3 separate regions of the Zea mays genome follow, and all the other regions are linked to region 2. Evidence: chromatin contacts called from public Hi-C data. All regions are on one chromosome and are shown on one strand. The core of a region is the stretch at or near the end of the contact, and the rest is flanking DNA. Distances in the headings are between cores, read along the strand shown. Region 1 holds the start of LOC103633186 (ubiquitin carboxyl-terminal hydrolase 27). Region 2 holds the start of LOC100381541. Region 3 holds the start of LOC100280300.

Evidence for each region. A called contact is a pair of places that touch in the nucleus more often than the background predicts.
Region 1: a contact with region 2 is called in a Hi-C map of tassel, with 2.4 times the contacts expected there. The contact joins the promoter of LOC103633186 here to the promoter of LOC100381541 in region 2. A contact is called at or near these places in 2 of 25 Hi-C or Micro-C datasets (ear and tassel).
Region 3: a contact with region 2 is called in a Hi-C map of ear, with 1.7 times the contacts expected there. The contact joins the promoter of LOC100280300 here to the promoter of LOC100381541 in region 2. A contact is called at or near these places in 2 of 25 Hi-C or Micro-C datasets (ear and endosperm).

What each region holds. Positions count from the first base shown.
Region 1 is chr1:30,271,790-30,276,101 of Zm-B73-REFERENCE-NAM-5.0, reverse strand. LOC103633186 (ubiquitin carboxyl-terminal hydrolase 27) reads right to left here and starts at 1,753. Exons shown (of 4, transcript XR_002749369.2): 1 at 1,455-1,753; 2 at 1,058-1,126; 3 at 793-924; 4 at 1-693.
Region 2 is chr1:31,046,367-31,050,553 of Zm-B73-REFERENCE-NAM-5.0, reverse strand. LOC100381541 reads left to right here and starts at 1,590. Exons shown (of 7, transcript NM_001174369.1): 1 at 1,590-1,939; 2 at 3,427-3,599; 3 at 3,673-3,871; 4 at 4,041-4,187. The coding sequence starts at 1,747.
Region 3 is chr1:31,841,946-31,846,458 of Zm-B73-REFERENCE-NAM-5.0, reverse strand. LOC100280300 reads left to right here and starts at 2,989. Exons shown (of 12, transcript NM_001153227.1): 1 at 2,989-3,273; 2 at 4,462-4,513. The coding sequence starts at 3,175.

The DNA.
Region 1 (4,312 bases), core at 504-3,003, 770 kb after region 2:
CATTGTAGCCCAAACGATGTTTGGGCCTGTCCTCTAAACTTCCTCATTGCCATGCCGGCCCACTCAGGTACACCCCCTCGCCCCCTCGGCTTCTCCTCGCACGGACACCACCGAGACGCGACGGACCTCGTGCAGGTAACCCGTAACCCTAGCCGGCGGCCGGCAGAACGCCTACACGATGCATTTTTTCAAGATACTAGAACATAAGGCGCCCTTGCGGGCGCCCTACAATTTTATGAAATACTCCTGCACCATTACTTGGCTAATATGTACCACAAAGTTAAGGCTTAGATGCGCTCCTTCAACAATCACATATCCTTTCTGTTCTTCCTAGGATGTAATTAACATGTCCAGGATGCGCCTTGTACCTTTCTACTGTCATTTGTTTGTTGCCAATAAATTCAGCTCTAGGAGGTAATTCTGAAGATCCATGCTGAGATTTGTTATCCGAAGTCACATCTTTGTCTCCACTGGTATTTGGATGAGAAACAACTGAGGTGTTACTTAATTTTATGACAGTTGATGTGAGTCTCAACGAGTACTTAAATTTTGGATACCTTCGGGCACTGACTGATAATCAGCTGCTTTGTTGCTCGTGAAGATGATGAACATGGCAGTGACTCCAGGGGGAACATATCCCTGCAACTGCAAGTGCCATAGTCAAAACAGGATTGAAGCTTTGCTAACCTTTTCCTGTAACAGTTATCAATGTAGTTGTCATACTCAACATTGCAAAGGGCGCAATAGAATTTCCAGTGCAGTGATAATTAATACAAAGTTGAACATAATTACCTCATCAACTTCTGATCTAAGAGAAAGATATTTGGCAGCAATGATGTGCCAACACCGGTCACAACGATAGTTGTCAAGATGCTCCACCACAGTGAAGTACTTTAGGCAATCCACCAAGCTACACCCACTGGTCTAGTGTCATGACATAGGATAAATGTAACAAACAAAAATACCATTAATGAGCATAAAATGGACAGCGAATGAATATTTTTAAAAAAAAACTTGAATCATCCAAGGAAATTTAGGAAGGTTGACGCGGATATACAATATCTCCATTTGCATTAAGGACTGGCAAAAGAGGCAAGCAGTGGAAATTCTCGAAGTCCAATGACAGCTGTGAGATATGTAACAAGGGAGAACATTAAAATTAACAAAACAGGAGTATTTTAAGCTAACTGTCAAAATGCGCAAAATAACTGATTGGCAATATGAAAATAGCATCACTTGTTGTTGGCTAAATTACTTCCATAATAATAATTCTTTAATTTTACCACGGCTAGGAAAGGTAGGGGCATGCACTGGACATCGTGTCAATATCTATGTATCCAGTGGTATATCCGGAACCAAATGCATTCATATATGAAAGACAACAGTAGGTTACTTTTTTATAAGCCACAGTTCAACAGTGACAGAATAAGAAGCATAGGAAATTAGGAATCTACCACAGAAGAACAGTTTCTGCAAGACAATATGCTGCCAACTGTCCCATCAAAGGGGCCAAATAGGTTTTGTTTCCACCGCTTGCATTCAGGCAGGTTACCTTCCCTTTGCTTGTATACTTTGGAGTCAGAAAGGGTGATGTCTGCCAGAGAACTCCTATGTGGTACATAACAATGGGCAAATTCATCCCTCAATGAGATCAGAAGATGGAGAAAAGCTTCTGAAGCATCCTATAAGGAAAATTAGTTCTTATGATGACTGCACATCTAATGCAATACTAAAAAATGAAAACAAGATAGAGAAGTAAATATTATACCTGTTGTCTGGTCAGATTGAAGTGACCAACATTCAAACTCAAAGCATGCATTACTCCATGTGGATTCAACATAGTCCTTTCATCTCGAACTATGCTTAAGTCTGCGACATGCAAAGCTCAAGTACAATAATAACAATTTGTGAGCATGTAACAAAAAAGCATTTATAATCAAATGGTGGACACCAAGAATAGAGTGCCATGCAGTTATATTTTGCAGGACATAACCAATGTCAGAAGAATAAAGCGAAAAAGATAAAAAGAAGTCCCATTCAGTGGTTTTATATAGAAGCAAGAACAGATTATGTGGAGCAAAGAATCCAAGCAATGCAAATAACAAGGACCTATCAATTCCCAAGAAAATCGGAGCATAGGAGAAAACACTGTCAAAAAATTTATAGGTTGCATGGATTCCACCACCGGTGAATGCATTATGTTGCATATGCAGCTGAGGACCCCACATATTTCAGTGCTTTGGCATTGTATGGTTGTCAATGTACCGAAGCTTATAGAGTCAGATGGTTCAAGTTACATAGTACATTTAATAATCCTTATGTCTCTCAATAGTGTAACGAATTAGGAAACACATTATATAATCCATCGTATAAACAAAAATCATTTCAGTATTTATTGAAGACGCCATATCTATACATTATAGTGTAAATTACAAGTTTTTGAGGTAAGTCATGTACATTCAACTATGTGCTTTTGTAGGGCAACACAAACTACTGCATCATATAGCCCAAATGTCGGTTTCACAACAAGTCATTACTTACAAAAACGGTGGAAAAATTCTCGCCTGATCAAACACACAGTTTGCATATTAACACTTTAGCAGCAAAATGACTTGTCGTCTTGCCCTTGTGACAAAACATAAGAATCAGAAACTCTGAGATGAATCATCGTGCCATAAACCTAAAAAAACCAATGAACCAATGAAACAGACATAGTATATTACAACCCATACGGTGGATGTAATAACAGAAATTCTTTTAGGTTCCTTTTGTTTTTGTTCTTTCTCTCAGGGAGCAAACCTCCCAGATAAACCAAGCGACAATGAGGAACTAAAATCGGCACCATACACGAATGATTAGATCCCACAGTGCAACTGGTTGTCTGCATGCACCCTAGGTCAGGTGATATACTTCGAAGGTAACCTAAAACCGAGACCACTGTCTATCTATCCATTTATTAGGTATTTCCTCATTTAGTGTTTTTGTAATAAAAAACTAACATGCTGAGCTCAGATGCTCTGTTTTTCCTCTGCATATATGTAAAACATGCTTGTGTCCTCCTCTTGTCTGAGGGGGGTGATCGGTTACTATTGGGGGTTATTTCTATTCACTGAGAGCTCAAGCATTGCAATGTATTTTGTGTTGATAGACGTCTTTACTTCAGTATAAAATAACCCTGACCTCACCGGGATGAACTATAGTCTTCTTTACGAAAGGTGACCATGCTTCCTATTGAACTGCATGTAAAATAATAGTTTGTTATCTGGTTCACACTTATGTGGCTATCAAGAGCTTGCAAGGACAGTCCAGTTTACACAGGATCTTTGCTGGATTTGCTATTTATGATACTTCCGAATTGGATACATATTTCACCTGTAACATGTTTTTTTTGTAACTTGAAATAACACAGGCTATGAGTTTATTACAAGCAACTTAACTCTTTTATCTATGTCAAGAACAAAGTAGTTATAGCTCAAATAATACATGATGTCAGGAGGAACTTACTGCATATGGCATTTAGTTGTGTTTCATATTTCATATATTAGAAAAATGTTAAATTATGAACATTAACTGGAGACCTTTTTATTTTGTTTTCGTAGCTCATAGTTTGGAATTCTCCTGCATAATACTGGCATTTTTCTTGTCCAAACAATCAGTAAAGGACAACTTTGAAGACACTAAATTTTTACATATTGTTCATTATTATTAATAGGGTTGTTCGGACAGTCCCTACCATCGTCATAATTAACCTTCTTACCTTTCAAGGTTACAAAAAATCTAACACCCCCAAACAAATCCTATGTTGCTAGCAACCTTTTTCATGCTACCTTGTGCTGGGCATGGCTCCTTGTAACAAAGAAGAGAGGAATCGATGCATCCCCAAAAATGAGAGGAGAAATCAAGCATCCATTTGTGAGTATCATTAATCTAACGTATCTAACATGTAGCTACACGAGCATGAGGGATCACATTACAAGACAAAATAAGAAATGAACTCACCTCTTGAAGCTCTTTATTTATATCGATATATTCAGAAATTCCAGCATCATTCTTTTTCTCCTTGATAAGCTTCTTGACCTGAAACACATGGATATAAGAAACATCTGTAAGTACACGAAATGGATTTATCATCTCATGGTAGTGTTTACCCCTTAATGGATAAGAACCATGCATGAAAGTGCATATGGCAGGCTCCATGAGCACATCTCCGGTAAGTCCTGCAGATAGCAATTTGTATTTAATCCTAAAACTGAAACTCTCATTTAGAAAAACAAACTAAGAACAGTCGCGACCATGCCTGCACTGTACGTCT
Region 2 (4,187 bases), core at 341-2,840:
GAAGCGAGAAAACTATCTAGACGCACGGATCGTGTGATGAACAAGAGGCAAATAGTCAAATACTAGCTCCCTTCATATTTTTTTTTAAATAATGCCATTCTATTCTAGCACGGTTCTCATCGGTTTAGATGGAGCTCTTGCAGTCTTGCTGGCTCGGTTCTGAAGAAGACAAGCGCCGAACAATATCGATAAATTTCAGACAAGGACGGTATGTTACGTTTTCAACTTCTGTGCTTTCGACAAATCTCAGCCGTTTTCAATTTAACTGCGCCGAACAATATCGATAAATTACAGACAACGACGGTGGAAATGCCCGGGAAACTCCCGGTCCGGGTCGATCGGACAAGGCGTGTAGCAGACGGCAATGACGCTTGCTGTTGTCGGGATCTTCCTCCCTCCCCTAGGTGACACTGACACCGTCCAGTCATTATAAGCTGAAAACATCATGTGTGGACTGCCTGCTTATATTTATTAGAACGGACTGGATGCTAACTATGTTGATCTAGTCTGAAATTGAAAGCGTACTTTGTATTTTTCCAGAGAAATATGCACATCAAACATGCATCGTAAGAGAAACGATCCCGAGCAAGTGAACACGATCAATAGCTTGACGAATTTTTGGATGTGTCTCTGTGATCGTGGAGTGTGCGCATCTTGAAAAAAAATCATAGGTGAGAGCAGGGCACTTGTTTGCTGTCTGCAGTCTGTAGAGCTGGCAACAAGGGCTCCTATACGCCTCCTTCTTGAGAAACAGGACATGGAAACAGTGGACCAGTCTGATTACCATTTCGTCTGTACATATTCAGGGTAGCGTTGTGCCGTCCGGTTCGGTTCTTAGCCAAGAACCGTATAGATCTACATGTACCTTGGACCTCGGCCCTTAGCGTTGTGCCATCCTGCTAGCTGCGTGCAGCGTGCTAACATTTTTTTAATTTATTTTGAGATTGAAACGCAAACTCATTGTACTAAATCTAGTGTACAAAAAGACAATGCCTGGCGAAAGTTCAAGCCATCTTTTATGAAACGAAAGGTTTAAACCTATTATCGTGTCGAATAGAGAAACGCACATGCACAGAAACTAAAACTCACTTAGGCTAAAAGAAAAAGACGTCCACACAATTGAACTTTGCGATTTGTCTTTGATATAATATTTTTTTTCTTTTAGTAGCCATGGATTTTAGACGAAATCTCATCAATCGGACGCGTACGTGTGGTCTCGTCAGATCAGACATTCGTATCAAAAGAAATCCGGTGGACGCGAGCTTAATAGAAGAATGATTCCTTTCCGGTGGACGTGGAGTCGTGGACGCGGGAGCAGATATCACTAGAAATAAACGATAACGTTACTAAATTTATTTTATGTCGACGTATAGATATGCGTAAACAAATCTGAAGACACCGGTTGCGCCAACGGTTCTGGCAGTACGATCTGAGCCGTCGGCCGCGCGATCTCGCGGTGCAGGAGCCGTGCGCCGACCCCGCCCGTGCCCGTTTTGCGTTACGCCTCCCAGTCCCGGCACAGCCCACGTTTTATAGGCAGGCGCGAGCGCGACCGCGCGGCGCAGAACGCGCGGGTACGGGGCGTCCTTGCCATTTCCCACCCTACTTGAGCTAGGCGGCAGGACGGACGCGGACGGGCGGGGGAGGAGAACACACGACCGCGACGGAATCGCGAGGGGTAGGCGAGGCGAGGCGAGGCGGCGACCGAGGGAGGAGCAGTCGAGCAGAGCGTAGGGGGCGCGAGGGATGGACGCGAACGGGTGCGGGGAGAATGACGACGCGCGGGCGCCGCTCCTGGCCGGGCCTGGGCGGCGGCGCAACTCCGTCGCGTCCATGCGCGGGGAGTTCGTGTCGCGGTTGCCCAAGAAGGTGCTCGACGCCGTCGACCCCGAGCGCCCGTCGCACGTCGACTTCTCCCGCTCCAAGGGCCTCCTCGAAGGTTCAACCCGTGATCCCAGCCACTCGCCGCATTCTTGGGTTGTTTTCCTTTGCCGTTGGTTGGTTCACTCTGTCCCTACAATCTTTATAGGCGTTTCATTTTCTTAATCTGGTAATTGTGCATCAAAGCTGGCGTTACTATCGGGCACTTTATCTACAGACTATCCTGGTGATATGATTGATGTGCTTTTGAACCTAGATTCTGGAGTTGTCGTAGATTATTCGATGCTTCTGTGGATGACCCGGACACTTATTCTTGATCCTCCGCAGACTTTTCTGGGTTCCTAGGATTTCCCTTACTTTTATGATTGAACAGCTCGTGACTTCACTATCACTTGGTGCTTCTTGTGTGCATGTTTCTTTGTAAAATAGATAGCTTATATTCTCTACATATTTGGTGGAGGAATTACCTTTTCGGCGTGTTTGTGACTTTGTTCTCTGGTCATGGCTCTGGCCTTCTAGGTGGTTTGTTGGATTCTCTGTACATCCAACCGTGAAGCTATGGAACATGGTGTTTGTTTTTGTCCAAATCCCGAAAGATAACGTTGTTACTTTCTTATGTTCTACAGCAGGCATGCAAACGAGTTTTACAGATACCACGTAGCAGGCAGTGTCCTGGCCTCCTGGCCTCCTGGCCCTGGGGCACCTTTCTCTCCCTGAAACTAAAGTAATTTTTTTAACTGTGCGTCCGTGATTGCATATGGTTCATTATTTTCCTCTTTTTTCTGGGGCCTGCAGCTCTGCAGTCTGCACTCACTCCACAGCTTTGATCTCTGTATTATCTTTTGGATCTTTGACTGAAGTTGGAATACTTAGTATTATGTAGGATTGAAACATGGATATTATACAGTACCAGCCTGTTTCTAATTGCAGTATCTATATGGAGTACGACGTTCTGGATCTGCCTAGTGGCTAGTGCCTATTATTCGCCACCCTTTTACTGAATATCTTGAAGGATAGCAGATTTTTTTCCTTCTCCTGAATGAAATAGAATTCTGCGCTCATAGAGAAAACAGGTTTCAATCATACACAAGACTTTTTTTTTTTGCAATTTTGGTCTTATTTTTTGATCCTTAGGTTTTCCTTACTCGATATTTGTTTAAATAACTGAGATTTCTTTTATCTTAGCCTTGCTAGTATATACCAACTTAATTGCCTCAATACCGTTCTTGTTATTTACTGCATCTGTCCTAAAATAGTTGACACATTAGCTATGAATCTAGACAATGCCAACTTTTTGGGGACGGAGAAAATATTTGAAATATGTTATAACGTTTGATGTATGTTGTATTTCTATCATAATTTTCTAGCCTTATATTATTAATAATACTCTTTCATGTCATATTATTTGTTGAGATTGAGATAGACTATTTCGAATGTATTAGCAGTAGAGCTTACGCCTTTCCTTTTAAAAGCTTCTTATATATCTTTAATTCTATATGATCGACAATCTAACAAAGTGTTGTGCTTTTTGTGCCTATTATTTAGGGGAGAGAGAGTACTATGAGAAACAATTTGCCACATTGAGGTCCTTTGAGGAAGTTGACTCACTAGAAGAATCCAATGAAATCAACGAGGATGAGGAGCTTGCGGAGCAAATCCAGAGTGAATTTGCTATGAAGATATCAAATTATGCAAACATTGTTCTCTTAGCGTTGAAGGTTGGTTCCTCCCCTGCTTTTCAATTCAAATGCATGAACTCCTGTACGATGATTAGACTATTTCCCCCCACAGGTATACGCTACAATAAAAAGTGGATCAATTGCTATAGCTGCCTCAACACTGGATTCACTGCTTGATCTCATGGCTGGTGGTATCCTTTGGTTCACACATCTGTCAATGAAGAGCATCAATGTCTACAAGTACCCCATTGGCAAACTGAGGGTACAGCCTGTAGGCATTATCATCTTCGCTGCTGTCATGGCCACTTTAGGTATTCTTGTTTTTTCTCCCAATGGGAAGTGGTTAAACAATCTAGTCACATTCTTTCCTCATTACTTGTTTGCCACATGTGTACTGCCATGTTAAACTTTACTCAATTGGGTGTTATCTTCCTGTCAAAGTCCTATACATTAATTGTTGTCGCTGTGTCATGTCTCCAGGCTTCCAAGTATTTATTCAGGCTGTTGAAAAGCTGGTAGTGAATGAGGCTCCAGATAAACTGAACCAAGTGCAATTATTGTGGCTATATTCAATCATGATCTTTGCAACAATAGTGAAATTAGGTCTGTGGCTCTACTGCCGAACGT
Region 3 (4,513 bases), core at 1,740-4,239, 790 kb before region 2:
CCCAAAGCGATAGGTGGTTTAGGAGTCTCTAATCTGGCTGTTAAAAACATCAGCTTACTCAGCAAATGGCTCTTCAAATTATTCAATGAGGATGGGATGTGGCAACAATTACTTAAAAATAAACACCTAAGAGTTAAATCCCTTACTCAAATATCTAAAAGACCGGGTGATTCCCATTTCTGGTCAGGTCTAATGAATACTAAGGATCAATTTCTCAGATGGGGACGCTTCGAAGCGAGGAATGGTCAAACTATCAGATTTTGGAAGGATAAATGGTTAACCAGTCGACCTCTTTGTGAGCAATTTCCGAATCTATTTAATATAGTGCGGAATAAATCAGCATTAGTGGTAGACGTTTTTTCAGCTACGAATCTTAATTTATCTTTTCGTCGAACAATTAGGGGGATTAAATTGATGGAATGGCACAACATGTTAATCTTATTATCTAATGTTACTTTGAATCCGTCAAGCGACAAATTTGTTTGGGATAGTCATAAGAATGGAATTTTCTCAGTCCAATCTATGTACCATTGTTTGATGAATAATCCCAACGACGAACGGAATAAAAAGCTCTGGAAACTTAAGCTCCCCTTGAAAATAAAAGTTTTTTTGTGGAATTTATGTCGGGGAGCGATCCTTACTAAAGATAACCTAGCCAAAAGACGCTGGAATGGCAGCTTGTCTTGTAGCTTTTGCAACCAAAATGAGAGTATTCATCATCTCTTTTTTGACTGCTATATGGCCAGCAACATTTGGAGATTAATTTACTATGCCTTAAAAATAGACAGGCCCGTTAGCATTAATCACGTTATTGGGTCTTGGGGAAGCAATATGAGTCCAGGATACAAAAAAATATTACTCTCTGGAATCTCAGCTTTATTTTGGTCTATTTGGCTTAGTCGAAATGAAGTTGCTTTTAATCATAAACCAATACCATCAATTCTGCAGGTCATTTTCAGAGGTACTTACTGGTTCAGATTCTGGAGACTTCTACAGAAGGAGGAATCACATCAACAAATCCTCGATGTCTGTCAAGCGTTGGAAGTGGTGGCGATGAAAGTCTTTGCAAATCATGGATGGCGCTCAAATGCAAGAATTGAGGATGCCTAGAGTTACCTACATTCTAGTGATTTTGCTTCTTTAAGTTAGTTTCATTATCTATGCAACGTTTCTCGGATGTAATAATTGTCTTGTGTTGGCTGTACGCATTACCATGCTAAAGCCGGAACTCATGTTTCCATTATCAAAAAAAAAAAATGTGCACTTCGCTGTGAGGACGAGGAGACTGGAAAGAGGAAGGAATGGAAGTAGAAGTGCTCAGGAATCTGGATCCACTGCTGCATTACTTAAGCCACCTTTAAACTTTTGAACTCAAAAGCTTTTCCTAATCTATTGAGGTTGACCTCATCATCACATGGGCGCTGCTTAATCTTCATACTGTGCATGTGGATCTCTTAGGTTCAGAATTCTTACTAGTAGTCACAGGGTCGCATGGAGTAGTAAACTCTCAAGAACACAAGCAGTTTTCCAGTCAACTCTTTATCTGCATATATATATATATATATATGTGATGTGATTATTGCCTAACGGTCTCGGTACGTAGGAACTGTGAGCCTGATGAAAAAAAAGAGCACCCTTCATTTAGTACTCACTGTGATTGCTGCATTGCAGATCTGGTTTACGATGAAGCGAGGTGATTAGGTCGATAAACTTGGACGGTTCAGATTGCGCACACGAGATGCGATGCTGGACCACTGATCCTAGTTGTAGCTTCAAGTGTAAGATGCAACATAGTGGTCCATCTAAAGTACTAGCTGTGTTTGGTTGGACACTATTTGGCATAAATTTGAAGCCCAACGAAAAATTCACTGATCTCATGGAGTGGTAGATACCTTACCTTCTCTAGAACTGACGGTACGTATATTGTAACGTAACTCCAAGCTATATGCTGGCTGTGTAGTTTTTAGACTAATTAAAATGGTTTGTTTTTATTTAATCTAAAATATAAATAAGAATGGGTCATGTAACTTTAGAACCAATTTGGTACAATTCTAGCTCGAGGCTATAGTTTATAGACCAAATTAAAGTAATTCAAATATGTAAAAAAAATTATAGTTTCTTAGAGCTAGATCTCTGATAAACACAACCGGAACAGATTTGCAGTTCTAAATCTAGAATTTTCTATAGCTATAGCTATAGGTGACCAGCTCTAAAAAAATCTATTTTCTAGATTCATTTTAGATCTAGAGCTCTACCAAAATAGAGACGTAGAGCACTCCAAGAGTCTATATTCTTTCTAATCTATATAAATAGAGATTTTTATAAAAAATATTCTCCAATAATTATCTAAATGGCTATATAAATATAGTCATTTTCTATTCCGAGTTTCTCGCGAATAGCTCTCTAGAATGCAAATAAAATATAAAAAGGTTGTTGGATATTAAAAAGATATAGAAGACAATTTTTATGTAAATGACTCTTTAAATGATAATTTAGAGAGTAAAAATAGAAATACTCTTGTTTTACAGAAATCAGTTATTTTTTGCAGAAAAAAACACAGAAAACTGAAAAAATTACAGCAGTACAACAGAACAGTAATCGGTAAAAGACAAAACATAGCACAGTGCCCTGCGTATATACTCACAAGACTTCAGATCTTGTCACCACATACTGATGACAAAACACTCCTGAAAACCCAAGCAGAAAAAGGCAAATCTTGTGGCAACCAGTTCCCAAAACCGCATCGAGAACAAGCAGTTTTGCTTTTGTTGGTTACTTCGTCCGTACCTCTCATTGGCTCATTGCAGCCAAAAGCAACCCAATAATTGTTGGCTATTCACAAACAAGTCCTCTCCTCGTCTCCTACCTCGCCCAATCGCCCGTTTCACCTCCATCCCCTTCCGTTGCCCAATTTTACTCCGAGTGAGATCCATATATAACCAGGCAACCACCGCTGCCGGTCTATCTGCCTCTCTCTTCCCCTCCCTCTCTGGAACCAGGGTGGTTGTCAAGCGGTGTTGGAGTTGGGAGTCCTTGCCATTGGTACAAGAGCAAGAAGCAAGGACAGGGAGGGGCGAGAGGAGGAAGAAAGCGAGGGACACTAGAAAGGTGCTTGCTTTGTTTCCAGTTGCTTCTTCTCTCTCCCTGGGCGGGAGAGAAAGAAGCAGGAGAGATATGGGCGAGATGGTCGTGGCCGGGTATGGCATGGACAAGGCTCTGCGGGCCAGCGTCAGCTTCGACACGCCATGCGGCGCGCTGCTGCGCGAGCTTGAGGTGCGTTTCTCCCCCGAGAAGGGAATGTGCTTTGGTTGTTTGTTCGCCGTGTCCTTGATTTTCTTGTTCCTTCGGAACATTTGGTAATTGTCTGAATCAAGGATTCAGGAATAATGGAGTGCTTCCTTGCTTCTGAGGAATTTGCGGGTTGTTTTTTCTCTCACAAGAACAAAGTTTCAGTTTTTCTCGTCATTTCGAGATTCTGACGTGTCCATCAATTTTCAAGACACGAGCCTTTGAAGAGGTGCTACGATTTTTGAAAGAGCAGCTGGAAATCTGTTGATTCTGCTGCTTGTGGCTTTTATCATTTGAGCTTTAATGGCTCAACCATTGAGTGTGTGTCGTCTTGTTCTCTATATTTTTTTAAGAAGCAAAGGGGGATACATGTGTTTACTTCTCTCCGCTGATTATAATTGTTCGAAGGGCGAATGGATTTGGAGGACAAGAAGGCTCGAAATAGGATCGATACTGTAACCCTTTAATGGTATAATTAGGGGCGCTTGGTACTAGTATCCACTGGCTGACATAGCACGAGAAAGAAGAATATGCAATGTTATGCTGATATTTATTTTCATAACTAGCACAGTAGCACTAGATATGCTCAAAATTGGATTTGTAACGAATGAGCTAGTAGTTCTGATAATGTAGCTCTCTGATTCCTCAATGCGGGGGAAATAATAACTAGGGAACTGAAAATTTAACAACCCCCCATCTCTGTTTTTTACGGTAAGTGGCAGGACCTTTGCCTTTCAATTAAGATAGAAAAGAACTTCTACATATACTGATGTTTATTGTATGCCAAGTCACATTTCCATTTTATCTCGTTGATGTTTGTTGTATGCTCTATAGCCTTAACTGTTTTTTTGGGTTCGTGTGATCAGTCTGTTTGTTCATTGATTCACAAGTACGCACGTCATTTGGTTGCTTGCCGTGTCCCATTTCATGAGTTACTGGGTAGCATACTAGCATTATTTCTAACAACAAGGAATTATCCACGACTTTCCCATGTACAATCACTGTAAACTCCATTTTAAAAGAAAAACATAACTGCATTCTGTAAAGTTGCATGTGGTGATTAAAAATAGTGTTCAGGTGCTTACAGAGATTTTCTAGTTTGTAAAGTTTGTATCTTTGTTTTGTACATTACTTTGTCATGTCTGAACATCTGACAAGTGAACTTTGTTTCAGCAAATATGGACAGAGATTGGGGAGCGTGAACAAGATAAAGATCGCATGTTCC